2 separate regions of the Pan troglodytes genome follow, and region 2 is linked to region 1. Evidence: chromatin contacts called from public Hi-C data. All regions are on one chromosome and are shown on one strand. The core of a region is the stretch at or near the end of the contact, and the rest is flanking DNA. Distances in the headings are between cores, read along the strand shown. Region 1 holds the start of NTRK2 (neurotrophic receptor tyrosine kinase 2). Region 2 overlaps NTRK2 (neurotrophic receptor tyrosine kinase 2).

Region 1 (4,299 bases), core at 999-3,498:
GTTTTACATTTTCCTTTTGATTTTTTTAAACTCTATTCGCTTTAATCTTTTCAGTGCTTCTTTCTCTGGCCTCAGATAGCTTTATCACCTGCATGTGTCAATCAGCACTATGCTGAATACTTGAGAGGAACCCTCTGCAGATGTCCATAGTTCTTTCTGGGCAATACTCTTCTCTTTGCTACTCTGTCTTGTGAACTCTGCACTCCTTGATTTCTCTTGAGCTAGTCTCCTCAACTTAGGTAGATGGCCTCTGCCTGGGTTCCTTCTCTCTGAATGATGACCTTCATTGTCTTATATCCATTGTCTTAACTTTAATATATTTTGTTCAGTGTGTTGGTCATATGATTGAGAGAACAAATCTGTTCCCTATTACTCCATTTTAATCAGAAGTTGGCAGTATTCTTGCTTATTTTTTTACAACTCAGTATTGGATGTTAAAATCAATGTATTGAGTTATTACATGCATTCAAAAATGGAATGGTGTAGAAGAGAAAAGGATATATTAGTTTATGTACTAAGGGTAAGTAAGTTTCATATTATGACACTTCTTTTTTAGTTAGTATACGCCTTTATGTATGTGTTCATTGGGTTGTGATATAAAGGGCATTTCTTACTGTGGATCATGGTCAAAAGAGTTTGAGAAACATTGCTCTAGGTACATCATGGTTCAGTGCAGGTAGGAGCCTGCAGCACTTAATTTCTATGCCTGCATTGAAGGGATCTAGAAAAAAGTCATCTCTATATTGTTCATCTGAAAAATGTTCATCATCTCTTACAAAGGTGTGATCTGAGAATCCTTGAAGTGATCTCTGGGACGTATCTTATAGGTCTTAAAATCGAGGTAGATCCACAGTTCTATCAGTTAAGAAATAGCTACTGATCACCAGTGTGTTCTAGACACTGTCCATGGAGGTGTTCAGTTACTAGCATGAATAAGTAGGAGGCCCTCTCTGGCCCAGTACTGAAGCCTATCTGGCTACTAAATGAGACAGAAAGTAAGGCAAGGTTTTAAGCAGTGCTGGGAGCACTCAGAACGCAAGGAAGATTTGAAATTGTGAAGGTGAGAAGGAGCGTGTCTGGGGGAATTATCCAGGTTCTTGCAGAATTAGAGGTTAAGAAAGTGAGATCTCCTTTATTTTATTTTATTCATTAAAAATACACATATATTTTAACACCTACCATGTCCTTGAGAGATATCAATGAATAAAATAGATAAAAATCCCTGCCTACATGGAGTGCACATTCTTCTGGGAGAAATTTTAAAAATATATATAATAAGTAAATTATCTGTCCAAAGGACAAACTGCTATGGTTGAAATAGTACAGCAGAAGTAGGGTGATTAGAAGTAGGACCGCAAGTCCTAATTTTAAGTGGGAGATAGTGGAATATATTTAGAATCCAACTATAATAGTAGCATATATTTACTCTAATAGAAACTCTACAAATATTCCAACATAATTAGACTCTTCTGGTGTACAAACCACCGTAAGACTGCCTATTCTCCATACCGCATTGACATGCTGCAGCCACTAGGGCGAAAATGGGCCGTTTCTTAGAAAAATGGGCTCAGAGTATGGGAGTGTGAGAGAAATGTGGGTGATTACGCACACACTCCTTCCTTCCCCAAGTGTTCCTCAGGGGCTTCTCCACTTAAGGGGCACTGACAAGACAGGCGGAGTTTTACGTGCGTCTGAGACCAGGTCGTTTTTGCCCTTGGCGTCTCTTCCTTGGCGCGTCCTCACCTAGTAGAGAATAGAGGCGCAGCTCAGGAGTAAACTTCAGCCTGGCCGTTCACCACTCGATGTGTGTTACAGCCGAGTGACAGTGGTGAGACAGACCTGCTGGCCTTGCTTTCGGGACCTGCAGCAAGATTTTTGGGTGCTGTCCAAGAATTCCCGCGGTTACACTCAGCGCCCAGGATCTGTACAAAAAAGCCCCACTAGATGTTTTACGTTCCCTTCGTAATATTTAACGCTTGGCCTAGATCCGAGCATTCACTCTAACGTTCGGTTTCTTGATCCTTCCCATCCCCAAACTCTGCGGGTAGATCAGTGACTATTACTATATTTTGAACGAGACTCCAACCCATTGCTCTCTCTCGAGCGAAGGATTGCCCGCCTTTTTCCCCCGGGCAGGAGCTCGGCGAGGCCAGGAGAGCCGCGCACCGGCCAGGCAGGGACGCGCAGGCGTCGGGCGCCGCTGGTTGCGCATCTGGCGCCAGAGCGCGCCCCCAGCGCTGTGCCCGCCGCGACTGGGGCCGTGGGCTGGTGCTCCGGAGCGTGCCGGGCGCTCTCTCCCCGCGCGGGGGCACCAGAGCCCTCGGAAGTGTCAGGCACTGCGGTGTATTTTCCCAGTTCTCTTTTAAATGACTGCGGAAAAACAGATTCCCAGCCGCAAAAGGGAAGACGGATTCTCAGACGAGGCTTGCAAACGCCCCGCAGCCATCATTTAACTGCACCCGCAGAACAGTTACGGTTTGTCACCCGACCCTCCCGGATCGCCTAATTTGTCCCTAGTGAGACCCCGAGGCTCTGCCCGTGCCTGGCTTCTTCGTAGCTGGATGCATATCGTGCTCCGGGCAGCGCGGGCGCAGGGCACGCGTTCGCGCACACCCTCGCACACATGAACACGCGCAAGGTACGGCAGGGGAGCAAGGGCTTGGGATGCCCTACGTGGGGGTGGGCATCGCGGGGAGTGAATCCACGATCTGGGAATGGCTACATCCCGTCAGGTTAAAGGATGAGAGAAAATGACGCGGCGCCACACATCGGACAGGCCAGGGTGGCCACCGAGCATTTAGAATACGCATCAGGCGCGCTCCCTTCCCCTCACATGTCTCTATTTCCCGGGCGTGTGATGGCAGAAAACGGCAGGAAAAAGACCCACTTAGAGAGCTAGAATTGTGTTTGGAGACTCCCTTCCCTCTGCAAAAGCACCAACAGGAAGCCCCTCCAAAACCACCGATCCCCAAATAGGTGGCCCGGAATGGGGGCGGTGATCCTTGGTTACCAATGCAGAACACGTTTTGGTGTTTACAACATTTATTTATTTTTAGGATAGCTTGCCCTCCCTTTTAGGCAGGGTGGGAAAGGAGAACGCGGGGAGGGAGAAGGGAGGGAGGATTCCTATAATAAGAATCAGCGCATTTTTCAGAGCTGAACCAAGCACGGTTTCCATTTCGAAAAGGGAGACAGCCTCTACCGCGATTGTAGAAGAGACTGTGGTGTGAATTAGGGACCGGGAGGCGTCGAACGGAGGAACGGTTCATCTTAGAGGTACCTGGATGTAAATGCACACACACACACGGACACACACACGCACGCGCGTGCATGTCTACACGGCCAGGATGTGTGCGTGTGTGCGCGCGTGTGTGAACTCCCACATGCTGCTGCTGTCTGCTTCTGGCCAGTGGCACCGATGCCTCCCTCCTCCCTGCTCGCCCCCAGATTCCCCTCCCCTCCCTGGTGCTTTTGTCTGGAGGGTGTTATGGGTTTGTGTGTGTATGAGCGTGTGTGTGTTTTTGGATTTCAGACTAATTTTCTGGAGTTTCTGCCCCTGCTCTGCGTCAGCCCTCACGTCACTTCGCCAGCAGTAGCAGAGGCGGCGGCGGCGGCTCCCGGAATTGGGTTGGAGCAGGAGCCTCGCTGGCTGCTTCGCTCGCGCTCTACGCGCTCAGTCCCCGGCGGTAGCAGGAGCCTGGACCCAGGCGCCGCCGGCGGGCGTGAGGCGCCGGAGCCCCGGTGAGCAGCGCAGATAGTGCCCTCGGTCGCCTCGGCCCTCACTGTCTCCCCCTGGGGCGGCCTCGGCTACTCCCCAGGTGGGACGTGCCGCGCCACCTGCCCGCGCCACCGGCACCCAGCGGCCGTGGCGGATTCTGCAGCATCATTCGGGGGCCCCGTCGCGGAGCCAAAGCCGCCGGCAGTCTCCGCATTCCCCTTTAAAGGGTCCTTCGCCCGGCCTGTACCATGGAATCCTGTCTTGGGGACCCTTTCCCTACCTCCCCTCCCTTGGCCTCAGGCTCGAAGAGAGAGTGGGCACACTGGTGGCTCCAGCGGCGTCAGTGCCATCGCGGGGCAAGTTGATTCCTGGGCCGGAGCTGGGCACTCATCCATCCACAGTCTCCGGGCTGGGGTCGGGGTGGGGATGACGCGAGCAGAGAGGGAGAGTGCCCCAATTAGTGGTGTTGGGGGTCCTACGCTCAGTCTTACGCGTGTCTGTTTGTCCTCAGCCTCGAGGTGCATACCGGACCCCCATTCGCATCTAACAAGGAATCTGCGCCCCAGAGAGTCCCGGGCGCG
Region 2 (4,561 bases), core at 1,589-4,088, 280 kb after region 1:
TGGGCTGGATCCCTGTTCTCTGCTTTTCCTATGATTGTGTGGGCGAGGAAATGCCAGGTGGAATTAGGAATATATAGCCGATTTGCAGTATTCTGAGACAATCTTGATGCATTATCCTACGTCAGCAAAATTTTTCTTGTAAGTGATAGGACAGGGGATGACTTTTGAACATTGTCTTGTCAGCTCTAACATGAAAGGAAGAAAAAAGCTGAATGTGGTTGAGGTCTGGCTGCTTCTAGGAGAAATATTTTCCCATTGTTCCCATGCCCCAGTCTACTTCCCTAATTCAAGATGGTGCTTTCCAAAATCTGTAGCATAAGAAATCCAAATGTGCTCACCTGGATGCAATTAAATGCTTCCGTGAGCTGTACATACATGTCTGTACATACATGAATGTGTGTGTGTGTGTGTGTGTTGCAACTTGACTCTTTCACTTTCTCACTCAGCCTCTCCTTCTCCCTAGCTCTCCTTCCTGCCTTGCAGAAGGAACAGGCACCTGGTTCTCCCTTGGCACCTTGCACAGGGTGTGGAGCAATTGGAAACCTAGCCTGCTTGGTTTCAGAACCTGCTAAACTCTGGGAACAAGAGGTTTGCCATGCCAAAAGTCTAGTTCTCAGGTGCACTAACATGCTGCAAATATAGGCTGTCCTCTTTCCGCAAGGGAGCTGGGCACTTAGCTGCCATGAAAAGTCCCCAGCTGTATCAGCTCTGCCCTATAAGGACAGATGTCTTCTCTTGTCTCCCTACCCTCTTTATTCATCCAAAAGCCATATATTAAGCACCAGCATGGCCAGGCTCTAAGCTAGTTAGGGTGGGAAATGAGGAATAAAACACATGTCTTTGCTTGCAAGGGTTTCATGATTTTTCCTCTTAGAATCTGTCCAGAGTTGCCGTCTAATGAGGGGAAAAATAGACTACTATTTTTCAAACTATCACAGCTAACATTTATTGAACTTTCTAAGCATTTTAATATGTTTCAGGGTATAAACCATCCTTGCCGTCATTCCTACGTTACAGTTGGGGAAACTGAATCACACAGGTAGCAGATGACAGAGCTGAGATTCAAACCTGCAGCCCCTGGCTGCAAGAACTCATGGTCTTAACCACTCTGCCATCCTGTCTGCTGAGGTGCTTGTTGAAAAGACCAGAAGGAAAGTGGTGTGCTATAGAATCCTGGAGCCAGAGCAGTTGGTGCAGTGCCGGCTGTAATCCACGCTGGAGAGAACTGGACAGCTAAGTCAGGCCCATGAACCTGCTACTTGCTTCCCAAGCCAGGGAGCTGATGGTGCTTTTTAAAATTTTTTTATTTTTTTTACCTCTTAAGGAATGTCTTCCTGGAAGAGATGAAATGTGTTTTTATTTCTAAGACTTCACGAGGACCTGGGAAAGTGAAAGCAGAGGATTGCAGCGTTAACCGTTATTTCTGTTCCTCTTAAGGACTTGTGTAGCAGACCCACCTACCCACTTTTTACAGCAGTATGTTCTGCTCAGAGAAAGCATCCAGAGGCTTATTTTATTTCAAGAGTCGTGTTCGGAAAGTTGAACAGCAAATACCCAGATATAAACAGGGGAAATTACTTTAAAAATCCAGGAGTCTCCCCCAACCCACACATACTAATATAAAGTGCATTAGGCATTTGAGGGCCACCAGCTTCCTGACGTCTGCAGAGTGTGGGGTTGGAGGAAAGAATTTTGTGCGGAGGTGGCCTTTTGCACTGACATCTAACTTTTCCTCTATCCTGGAGTCTGCCTCTGACAGATATTTAAAGTAGATCAGTTTTCTGGAACTGATATAAGGCTGTGGCCAATCAACAAATTATTTTATTATTTAAATGGTATCTATGAAGATTAAATTCTGACCGAGTCTCTGGGTCTTTATTTCAGATTTTCTTTAGTTTATGTGCACCCCAGCCCCTTCTCCTGGTGCTGAGGTCATAGTAGATTTAAGGAAGACAAGTGAAAACATTGGCAATTTCCCCTGACCCCTCAGTGCTGAAAAGGATTAGGCTTGATTCACCTTTAGTGAAGTGGAAAGGGCCCACCCTCTAGTATCCTGAAGAGCCCTGTTACAGGCCAGTTACAAAAAGTAATGCACAGAGGATAACTTGTGTTTTCACATCACCTGTCAATTTCATTTTTAAAGAGAATCTTTGTTTGCAAAGCCTTTCTCCCTGGTTTTCCTGTGAAAGGCCACGAAGCAGTATGCAAGCACAGTGTCAGTCCTCCTCACATCAATGCCCTTAGCAAGGGGCAGTTAGTATCTACAATTTACAGAGGGAGGAAACAGGCCCAGAGAGGTTATGTAACTCACCCAAAATCACACAGCAAGTGTGGGACAGGATCCAAATTCATTTCACATATCCCGGAGCTTTGGCCACTGTGCCGCTTCTTACCTTGAGTAGGTGCTTTTGAGCTGAAGAAAGCCCTGGAGCATTTTCCCAGCATTGTTCCTCAATGTGACAAGAGGCAGCTGGGGGTTGTGGTTTGAGTAGAGGTGAAATATGTTAGGACTGGCTTGTACAAAAACAGGAAACTCCTCCCCAGGGAATGGTTAAATCCAGGTATTTAGAGACAGGAAGAACCTAAGAAATTACCCAGTATAATATTCCTCTGTATTTTTGACTAATGAAGAAATTGTACATGAGAGAAATTAAAGGGCTTCCCAGGATCATGGCATTGGACGCTGGTAGGCCTGGGAGACCCCCCAACTTCTGTCCAGTGTTCATTCCCTGAGATTACAGGAATGAAAGATCTGGTGACAGAATGATTCCCGAAATCAAAGGCAAAGACAGTCACTGTAGGCTGGAGCCAGGATGGAAGTGGGGATACGCCTGTGGCTTGAATAGTTGGGGGAAGGAGGGCGGAGAGGCAGGGCAAACCCTGACATGTGTTCTCAGACAATTCTGGCTTTCTCAGTTTCAAATACTCACACGGCTCTGAAACCCTGCAGGTGAGGTTACCTACTTTAACATTTATGCAAAATCCTCTATATTTATTCCAAGTGTTTCAAAACGTCTTGAGGGAGATCTTTCCTTTCCGAGAGAGAAGCCCTTTGGCCACGCCAGGGCAGAGCCCGGCAGCACACCCCGCCTTTATTCCTTGCACTGCAGCGCCCCCTCAGGCCACCAGGGGCAATGACGCTCATCTTGGCTCACAGCGCAGGATGTCACAGCAGAGCCTGCCGCGCTGAGGGCGGCATCCTAAGACGCGGATCCTCCCACCCTTGCAGGACTTGCGTGTTAGGGTGCCCTAAGTCATCACATAGCTGAGGAGAGGCCAGGTGTGTAAGACAGAAGAAAAATAAGATTTAAAAAATCATAGTCCCCCTCCCCATAGTGTAAACAATAAAATTTTCCCCAGCAAAAGAATAAACAGGCTGTGGTTCAAAAGAGTTCTCCTATGTGTTGGCCATAGCCTGTGTTGAGCGGAGGTTGGAGGAGGGGTGGACAGAAGGAAATGGTATTTTGTATTGAGAATGAACATCCAGATTGAGAATGCCCTGGGACTCTGTTGTTGAACTGGGCTTGAGAGAGCCAGGCGTAGCTTCAAAACCATGCCTGGCCACAGATCAGGTGGACTATGGAAGGCCGCAGGCTGCCCAGCTCTGGTGCTGGTGGGGACACTCTGGAGGAATCAGCTTGGTTGGGGGATACTCTGGCATAGCCTGGCTAGGTGGGGAGGGGTGGGGACCCACTGGGCTGCCATGTCCATCCCACTAGGAGAGTCCATCTTTCCCCATATGTTTTGTTTTTGGTTTTGTCTTCCTTCACCTACCTGCTGCTTCTCAGGGTCAGGGGGCCCTGGTAAGTGCCTGAACCCAGCACAGTGCCAGAGCCCCTAAAATGTCAACCTGTCTGTACACTGGAGGGAAGGGGGACATTCAGGCCCACGGGGTCCTGGGAATTCCAGACTCTTTGGGAAACAGAGCAGCCTGGGTGCTCTCAGGACTGCAGAAGTACAACTGTGTGAGCACCTTTGTCTCCTGTTCATGCTAAGTCAGGCAGCAACTTTTAGCACCAGCAGCTACAGGGTGGGGGTGAGGAGCTTAGCAAGAGGGACGGGGAGGGGCAGGGGCAAAGGGCCCCTGGAGTGAAAATGCTGAGGCCCCCAGCTTCATTCTCCATGTCCTTCCCCAGGGCACACGGCCCTGATGCCGTGCTGATGGCTGAGGGCAACCCGCCCACGGAACTGACGCAGTCGCAGATGCTGCATATAGCCCAGCAGATCGCCGCGGGCATGGTCTACCTGGCGTCCCAGCACTTCGTGCACCGCGACTTGGCCACCAGGAACTGCCTGGTCGGGGAGAACTTGCTGGTGAAAATCGGGGACTTTGGGATGTCCCGGGATGTGTACAGCACTGACTACTACAGGGTGAGTAGCTGTGCAGATCAGAGACCCCAGGGACCTCTTTCCCTGCGGGACCCCTGCTGTATTTGTTTGCTGAGGCTGTCATAACAAAATATCATGACTGGGTGGCTTAAACGACAGACATGTGTTTCTCATGGCTCTGGAGGCTGGAAGTCCAAGCTCAAGGTGTGAGTGGGATTGGTTCCTCCTGAGG

Evidence for each region. Hi-C and Micro-C count contacts between places; a contact is called where the count stands out from the background.
Region 2: a Hi-C map of induced pluripotent stem cells shows a contact between it and region 1, with 2.7 times the contacts expected there. The contact joins the enhancer-like site here to the promoter of NTRK2 in region 1. A contact is called at or near these places in 2 of 7 Hi-C or Micro-C datasets (induced pluripotent stem cells and stem cell-derived neural progenitor cells) and 1 of 1 datasets of contacts at active chromatin or transcription factors (stem cell-derived excitatory neurons).

Annotation. Positions count from the first base shown.
Region 1 is chr11:75,130,439-75,134,737 of NHGRI_mPanTro3-v2.0_pri, forward strand. It overlaps NTRK2 (neurotrophic receptor tyrosine kinase 2), which reads left to right and starts at 2,249. Exons shown (of 20, transcript XM_001135401.5): 1 at 2,249-2,638; 2 at 3,155-3,276; 3 at 3,533-3,741; 4 at 4,230-4,299.
Region 2 is chr11:75,414,558-75,419,118 of NHGRI_mPanTro3-v2.0_pri, forward strand. NTRK2 (neurotrophic receptor tyrosine kinase 2) reads left to right here. Exons shown (of 20, transcript XM_001135401.5): 18 at 4,137-4,371. Among named protein-coding and RNA genes, the nearest start is that of NTRK2, 280 kb to the left of the region's middle. Within about 2 kb of position 2,839, at least 9 of the 24 cell types and tissues checked have an H3K27ac peak or open chromatin away from gene starts, as enhancers often do. A contact at or near this core is called in induced pluripotent stem cells, where this site is marked.